3 separate regions of the Sus scrofa genome follow, and regions 1 and 2 are each linked to region 3. The links are chromatin contacts, called in public Hi-C and HiChIP or PLAC-seq maps. All regions are on one chromosome and are shown on one strand. Each heading gives the region's core, a stretch centred on a gene start, on an enhancer-like site or on the middle of the called end of the contact. The rest is flanking DNA. Distances are from core to core; before and after follow the strand shown.

What was found. Hi-C and Micro-C count contacts between places; a contact is called where the count stands out from the background. HiChIP or PLAC-seq counts read pairs in DNA pulled down with a chosen protein or histone mark.
Region 1: a Hi-C map of embryonic fibroblasts shows a contact between it and region 3, with 2.5 times the contacts expected there. The contact joins two enhancer-like sites. A contact is called at or near these places in 3 of 47 Hi-C or Micro-C datasets (embryonic fibroblasts and mesenchymal stem cells) and 1 of 2 datasets of contacts at active chromatin or transcription factors (alveolar macrophages).
Region 2: an H3K27ac HiChIP or PLAC-seq map of alveolar macrophages shows a contact between it and region 3. The contact joins two enhancer-like sites. A contact is called at or near these places in 2 of 47 Hi-C or Micro-C datasets (embryonic fibroblasts and mesenchymal stem cells) and 1 of 2 datasets of contacts at active chromatin or transcription factors (alveolar macrophages).

Annotation. Positions count from the first base shown.
Region 1 is chr6:158,534,757-158,538,573 of Sscrofa11.1, forward strand. No RefSeq gene overlaps it. Among named protein-coding and RNA genes, the nearest start is that of NDC1, 78 kb to the left of the region's middle. Within about 2 kb of position 2,240, at least 40 of the 83 cell types and tissues checked have an H3K27ac peak or open chromatin away from gene starts, as enhancers often do. A contact at or near this core is called in alveolar macrophages and embryonic fibroblasts, where this site is marked.
Region 2 is chr6:158,554,038-158,557,541 of Sscrofa11.1, forward strand. No RefSeq gene overlaps it. Among named protein-coding and RNA genes, the nearest start is that of NDC1, 97 kb to the left of the region's middle. Within about 2 kb of position 2,029, at least 2 of the 83 cell types and tissues checked have an H3K27ac peak or open chromatin away from gene starts, as enhancers often do. A contact at or near this core is called in alveolar macrophages, where this site is marked.
Region 3 is chr6:158,714,394-158,718,187 of Sscrofa11.1, forward strand. All of the region lies in intron 2 of GLIS1 (zinc finger protein GLIS1), which reads left to right. Among named protein-coding and RNA genes, the nearest start is that of GLIS1, 44 kb to the left of the region's middle. Within about 2 kb of position 2,483, at least 11 of the 83 cell types and tissues checked have an H3K27ac peak or open chromatin away from gene starts, as enhancers often do. A contact at or near this core is called in alveolar macrophages and embryonic fibroblasts, where this site is marked.

The sequences.
Region 1 (3,817 bases), core at 990-3,489, 180 kb before region 3:
GGTTAGTGAGCTACTCTTACTCCTTCCTATTCCTTTCCCTCCTGCCTAAAAGTAGTGGTAATCCCCAACTCCAAATCCTCAGACAGAGGCAAGGGCTATCCTATGCAGCCCATGACCCTTGGCCTGTGTGTCATGGGTAGGACTGGCAGACATCCTATACCTATTGGAGGAGGCATCACGGCGGGAGGAAGAGCTCTGGACTGGGAGTCAGGACACCTGGATTCCTGTGCCAGCTCTGCCATACCTCACCATATTGCTGTGGGCCAGTCACATTCTCTCTTCTCTGCACCTGGGGGTGGATCTAACTAAAGCTCTAAGGTCCCTTCTACCAGTACAGCTCTCTAAGTGTAAGATGCTACATTTAATCAAATATAGTGCATCAAATTTTAGGATTCTGTGATTCTAAAATCCCAGTTTTCTGGAGTTCCCGTCTTGGAGCAGCAGAAACGAATCTGACTGGTATCCATGAGGATTCAGGTTCTATCCCTGGCTCAGTGGGTTAAGGATCTGGCATTGCCATGAGCTGTGGTGTAGGTCACAGATATGGCTGGGATCTGGCGTTGCTGTGGTGTAGGCCAGAGGCTACAGCTCCGATTTGACCCCTAGCCTTGGAACCTTCATATGCTGTGGGTGCAGCCCCCCAAAGCAAAAATAAATAAATAAGTACATAATAAATAAAATCCCAGTTTTCCAAGGATCTGAGAGTGCTGCCTGAAGTTTCTTCCTCTGTGTAGAATCCTGTGCTGTGAGACCTGACCTGCTGCCCCATCATATTTTTCCTTTTGAGACCAAGGCCAAAGAGACCTGACCCCTCTCTTCAAAGAGTGTGGAGTCAGGCAGGGCCCTTGGTGGGGCCCAGATCACCAGTCAAGAATGCAGAGTGGGGCAGGCCAACATGAAAAGTAGACACCCTCTCAGGGGTCTGGCTGGAACCTGCCTTGGCAGATAGAGGCGGCCTGAGTGAATGACCCCATTTGATACCGGAAGAAACTGAGGTCCAGAGAAGGGAACTCAGCCACTGCTTCCAATCACCCTCAAGTCTTCTTCTTCCTCCAGTGTTCTTTCTACACATGGGGCAGGGCTCGCTGGGAACCGCTGTCTGTGAGGGGAGCCAGGGAACCCAGGGGAAGCAGGTGCCAGGCCCTGGAGGAACTTAGAGGAGGGGGTCTCAAGGCCCAGGGCTGTAAGGACCTCCTGGGGGCTCGCTAAAAATTGAGGTGCTGGGGTCCTTCCCCCAGACAGAGTCACAGATTCAATTGGGGTATTTTCTGGTTGGGAGCCAGGTTATCTATTTTTATCTTTTCGCTTCCAAATGAGACCCTCTAGCCTGGTTTCTTTTTGGTGAAAAACACACCGTCAAAACAAAAGTGGTCTGCGAGCTCTGGCTTCGGGTCCCACCTTTGCTGCTGACCCGCTGGGAAATCTGTGAGAGCTCTGGAATGAGCGGGTCGGCGTCTGCAGGAAGACGTTGCAAACACTTTCACATCCACGGCCTCCACGTTAGCAGGCTTGGCTGCTCACATCTGACCCGGGCAAAACTGACCCTGGACGGTGGAAGGCTCCTGCCTCAGCTGCTGGGAAAGGCGGAGATGAGGCAGGTCGAGGCCGGCTTTCCTGACACCCAATGCGCCCCATCGCCCCGGCCGGCCCAGCCCGGACGACCGAGCCCTCCCGCTGGCCGCGCCGCCCCGCGGGCCTGCCCTGAGCGGCAGCCAGAGGAGGGGGCCGGGCGGCACCGGGTGCCGCCGACCGCCGCCTGTCAAACTCTCCGCCCTGCCTCACGCCCGGCTGGCCCTCGCCCCCAGGCGCGAAGGCCCGGCCCTCGCGCCGCGATTGGTGTCGGCGAGGCGGCCGCAGCAAGCCATTGGCTGGAGCGGCTGTCAGGCAAGCCTCGGCCCCGCCCCCGCCCGGGGAGCCGCCCCGCTGGACGCGGCGGCTGTGGGGGCTGCGGCGCCGGTGGAGGCGCGCCGAGTCGTGCGCCCCGCGAGCGAGCTGCAGCGGCCGCGGTGAGGTGAGAGGGGGCGAGGTGAGAGGGGGCGCGGCCGGCGGCTCGGGAAAGGGGCGGGCGCCAGGCCCGCCTCGGAGGAGGGTGTCCCGGGGACGGTGGAATTGGGGGGCTTGGGGAAGGGGCGAGGAGCGCGAGCGGAGAGTTTGGGGGGCCCGGGGCACTTTTGCGGGAGGGATAATGGAAGGCCCGAGGCTCTGCGGAGGGGCGCCGGGCGCGCGCGCGTGTGGAGTATGGGAGTGCGGCAGCTAGTGTTGCTGAGAGTCTGAGCGGGTGAATGGGGGTAGTATGTGTGGCGCATCGTGTCCCCGAGTGTGCATTTGCGGGGTGTGTGGTGTGCGTGGGAGCGGGCGCGCCTGGCCTATCGACTTTGTGCGCGTTTTCATGCGCGATCGGTTCATTTTCCCAGCTGCGCGTGGGAGTGTGCGTATCTGGGTGCGTGTGATGGGTTCGCGTCGCGGGAGTGAGCGCCCATCCTCCGACTCCTCTTTTCGCGGCTCGGGGGGCGGTGGTGGTGGTGGGATCTCGGAGGGTCTGTACCCCGGCTGGTGGGTGCGCCGCCCGTCGTCCCGGAGCGCAGCCGGGTCCCGGAGCGCCCACGAGACGAAACGTGCAGCCCGTGACCCATCCGGAGCCGTTTCCGCAGCCTCGCCAGAGCCGTGCCCGGGGCATCTCTGGCCGCCTCCCGGCCCATGTCTCTCGGGTGACGCGCACGGGCGCCCTCCCTTCTCCGAGCCTCAGTTTACCCCTTCGTCCAGAGAGGGCTTGGTGGGGAAGGATTGAGGGGCCGGGCCCTTCGCAAGCCGGGGAAGGACGTGCCAGCGGTTCCCGCGCCCTGGAAGGGGCCTTTACGCGAATTAGGTAGGTCTGTCAGGTTAGCGTGCGTGTGGTGGCGTTAACCCGTTTTCAAGAGGAGGAGAAAACGCAGGGATGGTGACCTGCCCAAACCTCGGCCCCGGGCCTGCCAGGGCACCGCTCGGTTCATTCTAACGCGGCTGTGCTTTCTCCCCTCCGCAGGAGCAGGCGCGACCCCCAGCGGCGCGCCCCGCCCCGGCGCCATGCACTGCGAGGTGGCCGAGGCGCACTCAGACAAGAGGCCGAAGGAGGCCCCCGGCGCTCCGGGCCCCGGCCGGGGGCCCGCTGGCCTCGGCCCGCACATGGCCTTCAGGGTCGCCGTGAGCGGCGGGGGCTGCGGGGATGCGGGTCCGCGAGACCTGCTGCCCCGGCCTCCCGCACCACCGCGAGCCCACGACCTCCTGCGACCCCGGAGTCCCCGAGACTACGGCCCGTCCAAAGCCGCCGCCGCCGCGCCGGGAAGGGTAAGTGTGGCCCCGCCGAAGAGCCCGGCCGCGGGTGTGGAGAGATCCGGGCTGCCTGAAGTTTCCCCCGCAGGCCTTTGTAGGGATTCTCCGGAGAACTTGGTGGAACTTTCTCAGGAGTTCATCAGTTTCTCTAGTTGTTTGGGACTGGCTTGTCTTTCTGAAACCATGACTGTTTAGGAAGCATCTAATTTCAGCTCAATATAAGCCTATCTGGGGGGAGATGCGTGTATAAAAAGCTCAGATTACGTCATTTTGCTTCTGTATGTTTCTGATAAAAGCTGTGTGAAACTTGTCAAAATCTTATTATAAACTAGGATGAGTAGCAACTCCAGCATGTCTGTCTCTGAGCCTGCTAAAGGCGTCCTTTGAAGGATTCCAATCTCCCTCAATAACAAAACCCAAAAGAAGGCTTCAGCAAGACCCCTCCCCTCTTGGGACCTCAGTTTCTCTATCTGTCAAGTAAGGAATTAATTATACCCAATGACTTCTG
Region 2 (3,504 bases), core at 779-3,278, 160 kb before region 3:
CTCTGGCCTGGGAGATTCCACATGCTGTGGACTCACCTTCCCAAAAAATAAAAACAAAACAAACCATTTAAATATGGGAATAATATTTGCTCATAGTCTCACTCCCAGCAATGATCACCATTTACATTTTAGTATATTTCTTTTCAGTCCTTTTTCTTTGCTTATCTGTATATTAATGTTTTTTGTTATTATTTGGATCATTCTGAATATAAAGTCCTGTGTACTTTTTTTTTTTTTTTAATGGCTGTGCCTGAGGCATGTGGAAATTCCCAGTTGAACCCTCACCATAGCAGCAACCTGTTACGCTGCAGTGACAGTGCCCAAAATCTAACCTTCTGTGCCACAAGGGAGTTCCACTTTTTTTTTTTTTTTTTTAAGGAGGCATATGGAGATTCCCAGACTAGGGGTTTAGTTGGAGCTGTAGCTGCCAGCCTACACCACAGTCACAGCAATGCCAGATCGGAGCCAAGTATGTGACCTACACCACAGCTTATGGCAACGCTGGATCCTTAACCTACTGAGTGAGGCCAGGGATTGAACCTGCATCCTCATGGATACTAGTCAGATTCATTAACCGCTGGACCAGGACAGGACCTCCAATTCAACTTGTTTTTAAACTTAAGATTCTAACAATATATCTTTTCCATTCTGTTAAAATTCTTTGTAAATACTTGATAATATATTGCATTTAATTACATTTGTTAAATTATTTTGAATAGGCGATACATTAAAATGGTTCAAAATTCAGAAGACTCAGAATTCTTAGGAAGAGCCTTCCTCTTCTCTTTTCTCCCTGCTCCCTTTGCTGGAGGCAACTAGTAACACTTCCATCCCCATTCCCCCATATTTTGGTCTGACCTCTTAGATATAGTTGATGCGTATATAAATATGTGTATATATATATAAAACTTGCATGTGGATAATGCTTAGAATTTTTCACCTTTTCCCTTAGTATGATGATGCAGTGACTATCTTTTTTTTTTTAAATGGTGTATGTGTGTATGTATGTATGTATGTATGTATGTATTTGAACTACAGACACATCCATTGCCCCCTTCCCATTGACCCACTCCTGTCACACCCAAGGTTGGATGATTGGATTTCAGAAACTGTGCCATGGTGGATGGGCTCAGGTCTTTTAAAAAATTTTTTTAGGAGTTCCAGGAGTTCCTGTCATGGTTCAGTGGAAACGAATCTGATTAGCATCCACGAGGTTGCAGGTTCAATCCCTGGTCTCAGTCAGTGGGTTAAGGATCCGGCGTTGCCGTGAGCTGTGGTGTGGGTCACAGACGTGGCTCAGATCTGGCGTTGCTGTGGCTGTGGTATAGGCTGGCGCCTATAGCTCCAATTTGACCCCCTAGTCTGGGAACCTCTTTATGCCGTGGGTGCAGCCCTACGAAGACAAAAAAAAAAAAAAAAAATTTTTTTTTTAGGAGTTCCTGTTGTGGCTCAGCAGTTAATGAACCTGACTAGTATCCATGAGGATGTGGGTCCTATCCCTGGCCTTGCTCAGTGGGTTAAGGATCTGGCGTTGCTGTGAGCTGTGATGTAGGTCACAGACGTGGCTTAGATCCCTCATTGTTGTGGCTGTAGGCCAGTGGCTTCAGCTCCAATTCGACCTCTAGCCTGGGAACTTCCATATGCCGCGGGTATGACCCTAAAAAGGCAAAACAACAAAAAAGATAAAAATTAATTTTTTTATTGGAGTTTAGTGGATTTACAGTGTTGTGTCAATTTCTGCTGGTAGTGATCCAGTCATACACACACACACACACACACACACACACACACACACACACACTTTTTCTTATACTATCGTCCATCATATTCTATCCCAAAAGATTGGTATAGTTCCTTGTGCTGTACAGTAGAACCTCATTACGTGTCCATTCTAAATGTAATAGTTTACGTCTGTTAGCCCCAACTTCCCATCCATTCCTCTTCTTTCCCCTCCCTCTTGGCAACCACAAGTCTGTTCTCTACATCCGTGAGTCTGTTTTCATTTGTGCAGTGACTCTCTTTATGCAATAATCTTCATTTGCATCTCTGATTGTTTTCTTGGGATAGATTCCCAGAATTGGAAATTACTGAGCCAAAGGCTAGTAACATTTGACACACATATTACCAAATAGCTTTTTAGAGGGTTGCACAAATTTTCACAACTGCGGGCAGTGTCTTCTGGAAACTTACTTCCCTGTATTTTCACCACTGTTTCCAAAGTAATTTCCAAATTTAAAAGTGGAAGTGACATCTGGTTACTGTTTCATTTTACATTTATTCGATTGTTAGTGTGGCAGCATATACTGTGTATTTATTCACAGTTCATAGCTCCTCTTTTGCAAGTTAGTGTTTGTGTTGGGGTCTGAGTATTTTACTTATACATTTTATTTATTTATTTATTGGTCTTTTTTTTTTAAGGGCCGCACTCATAGCATATGGAGGCTCCAGGCTAGGGGTCAAATCGGAGCTGTAGCTGCTGGCCTACACCACAGCCACAGCAACATGGGATCTGAGCTGCATCTGTGACCTACACCGCAGCTCCCGGCAATGCCAGATCCTTAACCCACTGAGCAAGGCCAGGGATGGAACCAGCGTCCTCATGGATGCTAGTCAGATTCGTTTCTGCTGAGCCATGACGGGAACTCCGACTTAAAAATTTTAAAACTTTACATATCTTAAAGTGTTCAATAAATTAAGAGTATTAATATTTTGTTCATATTTATTGCCAGTAATTTTTTTGGTCCTTTTAGGGCTGTACCCGAGGCATATGGAGGTTCCCAGGCTAGAAGTCAAATTGGAGCTGTAGCTGCCAGCCTACACTACAGCCACAGCAACGCCAGATCCGAGCCACATCTTTGATCTATACCACAGCTCACGGCAACGCTGGATCCTTCACCCGCTGAGTGAGGCCAGGGATCGAACCCGAAACCTCATGGTTCCTATTTGGATTCATTTCCGCTAGGTCACGACGGGAACTCCTTTTGCCAATGATATTTTGAGTCTGCTGTTTAAAGAAGTTTTTTAAAAATTTGTTTATTAAAGGAGTTCCTGATGTGGCTCAGAGAGTTCATCGTCTGATAAGAGTGTCCATGAGGATGCGGGTTTGATCCCTGGCCTTGCTTGGTGAGTTAAGGATTTGGTGTTGCTGTGAGCTGTGGCGTAGGTCACAGATGTGGCTCAGATCTTGTGTTGCTGTGGCTGTGGTGTAGGTTGGCAGCTGCAGCTCTGATTTGAACCCCAGCCCAGGAACTTCCATATAACTCAGGTGCAGCCCTAAAAAGGAAAGAAAAAAAAATTTTTTATTATAGTTGATTTACAGTGTTGTGTTAATTTCTGCTGTACATCAAAGTGATCTGGTTTTATATATATATATATATATATATATATATATATGTATATTCATTCTTTTTCTCATATCATCTTCCACCGGATACTATTACAAGAGGTTGGATACTATGTAGCACAGTAGGATAAGCACTTTTTTTTTTTTGATGATTTTGAAAT
Region 3 (3,794 bases), core at 1,233-3,732:
GGGGAGGGTGGTGGCTGCAGCTGCCAGAGCAGCCAGTGAGGCAGGTGCCTAGAAAGGCAGAGAAGGTTGGTGGCCCCCTCGCTTGGGCTATGGTATCAGCTCAGAGACCTACTCCGTGTTGCCTTGGTCGGGGCCTGACCCCAGTTGAGGACTTGGACAAGTTACTCATTCCCTCTTGGATCCGTTTCTTCATCTGTAAAATGGGAATAACACTGGTCCCTACCCCTGTCCCCAGGTTATTCACTGTCGAAAAAGGCTGACGAAGTAAATAGGAGCTTCCTGTTGGCTGAGGTAGTTTGTCTCTCCTGCCCAACTCCTTCCTCTAGGGTTGATGATACAAGTACAAATAGAAAACCTTCATAGACATGGTCTCATGTGGGGCTGCAGCCCACGGTCCAGCCAGATCCCTCTTCCTGCCCCTCGACCGCCAGGCAGGAGGAAGGGGCCTGGGAATGAGCCAAGCGGCCTGAGGATGGAGTGCAGTGGGGGAATGTTTCTATGAGACCAGGGAAATGTTTGCTTTTCTTCTCCAAGAATTGGTTGTGGTCACATAAATCACCCCGGAGGAAAATCAGAAGGTCTCCAAATGCATCTGTTGGTTTTGGTTTTTATAAAAAAAAAAAGAAAGAAAAGAAAAGAAAGAAAAAGAAAAAAGAAAGATGAGGACAACAATCTTTGTGGTTGGTTTAAAAGTATTTTCATCATCAATGAACAAGGGAAGAATAAAGAGCAGGCAGGAGTGTCACCAGGGGACCTGAAAAGGCAGGCTTGGTGCGGCTGCTCGTGCCCCTGCCACCTGGCTCCCCTGCAAAGAGCCTGCCCAAGCAGGGGAAATGGGGTGCGTGGTGAGGTCTGGGGAGCGGGTAGGGGAGGGTCCAGGGGGTTCCATCTTTGGGCGTGGCAGGGGGGGTCTGTGAGAGTGGGGAGGGGATCAGGAGACAGTGGCTACTTGCGTTTGTGTGATTACATCTGTGTGGTATGTGTGCCGGTTGTTGGCAGCGTGGTTGAAATGTGTGTGGTTGTGGAGCTGATGTCTGGGATTGGGACTGGAGAGTGTGTGGGCTTTGGTGTGGGATGGAGATGTTTGTGCAGTCAAGTTCACACATAATGGGGACGTGGTTGGGGAGCATGTGGTAGAGATAGACATGTACCCATTGCACACCCACGTGCCCCTACGCATCAACACCCACATCCAACACACACTCCCAGAGCACACTTGGAAACACACTCCTCCGGTAGATGTGTGTGTGTGTGTGTGGTTGGGTTGAGTGAGTGTGCGTGTATATGTGGAGTTTGAGTTTGGGGATTTGTGGTCGTGGCCTGTGCTGGTGTTTAGGGGAGTAGTTTGGGAGTGTGGTTGAGTGTTTGGGTGTGTGTTGAGGGTGCAGTGTGTGTGTGTCAGGTGTATGCTGTAGCAGTGGGTGTTGACTATGTTGGATGTGCATCTGGTCAAGGCACATGTGTGTTTGGAGGAGCGTGTTTGAGAATCTGTTTGCTGTATGTGCACCTGTAGTGGGTATAGGCTGGGTGTGTGTGTGTGTTTAGGTGTGTATGTTGGATGTGCACTGGGTGTGTGTATGTTGGGTGTAGGGTGTGGGAGGAGGGCTCACACTGGCTGGGAGAGAGGAGTATCTAGCCCAGCCCAGGCTGTGATTTGAACCCAGGAGCCTGTAGCCCCCACTGTGTCCCCAAGTTGAGGACCATGTGAGATGTTGGAGAGGGTGTCTGGGAAAATTTCTTGGAGAAAATGAGATTGAGCAGGGCCTGGAGTGGTGACGAGAGCACTGGTGTCCAAGGACATTGCAGGCAGAGGGACCAGGAAGCAGGTCCCCTGGTGTATCCGGGGAAGGGAGTGGAGTATAGGGAGAGAAAGGGCAGCAGGAAGGGAGGCTTGGGCCATGACATGGGGACTCTGAATTGTCAGGCCCGGGTGTAGAGCCTTGATTCTGTGGGCAGAGGACGGAAAGGGTGGAACAGGCAGAGCTCACAAGTGGAAGAGGCCCTCGTGGGGGCAGCACTGCCAATAGCGCTCTGTCAGCGGTGCTCACAGGGTCCCTAAGAAGGGCAGCCCCTTTGTGAGGCATCATGTTGGTCCCCCAGACCCCTGAGCTGCCTGCCGTAAAGTGACTGTGTGACCTGGCATCCTCCCAGCACCCGGGAGGCAGTGGGCAGAGTGGTTACTCCATTTGACAGATCAGGGCCTGGACCAGGGGGAAGAGAGGAAGTAGCCTGAGGCTCCACCCCTCCCCCACCCAGGCGGCTGGAGCACCAGCTGTGAGTGGCCTCCATGCTGGGGACCTGGGGACCCAGGGCTGGGTGTCACTGGGCCACCACAGTTCCCAAAGAGCTGCCTCGTGACGTCCCTAGGCCTCACTGCATTCCCAAGGCGGGCGTTTTGAATTTCTTTGCATGAATATGACATAATCACATGTTTGAAATTTTGCAAAACCAAAAAGAGAACGGATGACTCAAACCACCGCAGAGGAATGTTTTCTTTGGTCTTGTTCCCGTCCATGTGTGACATCGCGCTTAGCACAATGTCTGGCACATAGTAAGTGCTCAGTGAGGAGTGATTTCAAATTCATTGCTGGGATTTTAGAGTGAGAACGGTGCGCAAGCCAAAGGCCAGTCCAGCCTCATCTCGGATGAGGTGCTTCAGGCTCCCAATGGGGTTGTCGAGAGAATTATTGACAGTAATGGGCATTGATACATGTAACACCGTGGCAAAGACATTTCCTGTGATTCTAGATGCGTCATCACAACTGTTTTTTGTAGCCCATCATGAGGATTGTGGTGCAGTCTGCTCAGCTTTGCTCCCCCTGTCAGATATTTCGGTTGTTCCTCATCTTCCACTATTTGTGTTGCATAACAAGAATGTCTGATGAACCATCTTCTTGCATAAAGCTCGTCTGATGTCCAACCTGGGTGGGCGCCCAAAACCGAGATGTCAGAGGGCAGCGGGAACCTGGCTGTGTGTGAGTGGGTGTTCTTTCCAAGCATAGTCAGATCTAACCCTCCAACCCCTGGGTCAAGACTTTCTCTCCCTGAGCCCTCTGTTCCCCCAGCACTACCTCCTTCCTGCCCAGACCTACTGCAGAGAAAGGCCCTGGAAGCTCCCTTGCTAATGCGCTAAGGGCTGGGCTCCCTTTGGTGCTAATGGCTGCAAACATCATCCATGATTTGCAGTGGGTCAGTTCCTGAGCCAGGGTCTGCAGTCTCCACCCAATTTGAGCACGCATGGCTGAAGAAAACTGAATCCTTCCTGAATAAAATTGAACCCAGATTCCCCAAGTTTGGCAAAGGAAACAGAAAACCTTGTGAGGTGGGCTCAGCCTGGTGGCTCTGCCTCCTGTCCCAGAGTTAAGTTGCCTTTTCGGGGTCCCTGGCTGCTCTGCCCCATATCAGTCCCAGGAAGCATAGCTTTCCAGTTGGTGTCATGGCTCAAGATTGGGCCATGAGGGAATTCCCTTGTGCTGGGTTAAGTATCTGGCATCAGCCCTGCAGCAGCCGGGGTCAATGCTGTGGCCAGGGTTCAATCCCTTGCCCAGAAACTTAGGCATGCCACGGGCACAGCCAAAGCAAAGGGGGTGCTTGGGCCGTGACCTTCCCTTAATGCCTCAGAGCTTCTCCTTTGCCCCTTCCTAGATGCGTGACTGGAGCAGGATACTGCTCTGTGACTGTTTACACCTCTGTAATGTGAACAACAACAACAACAACAATAATAATACGCTATCTCATGGAATTATTGTCAGGATTAAAACACTCATAATGTGTAAAGCACTTGAAACAGGGCC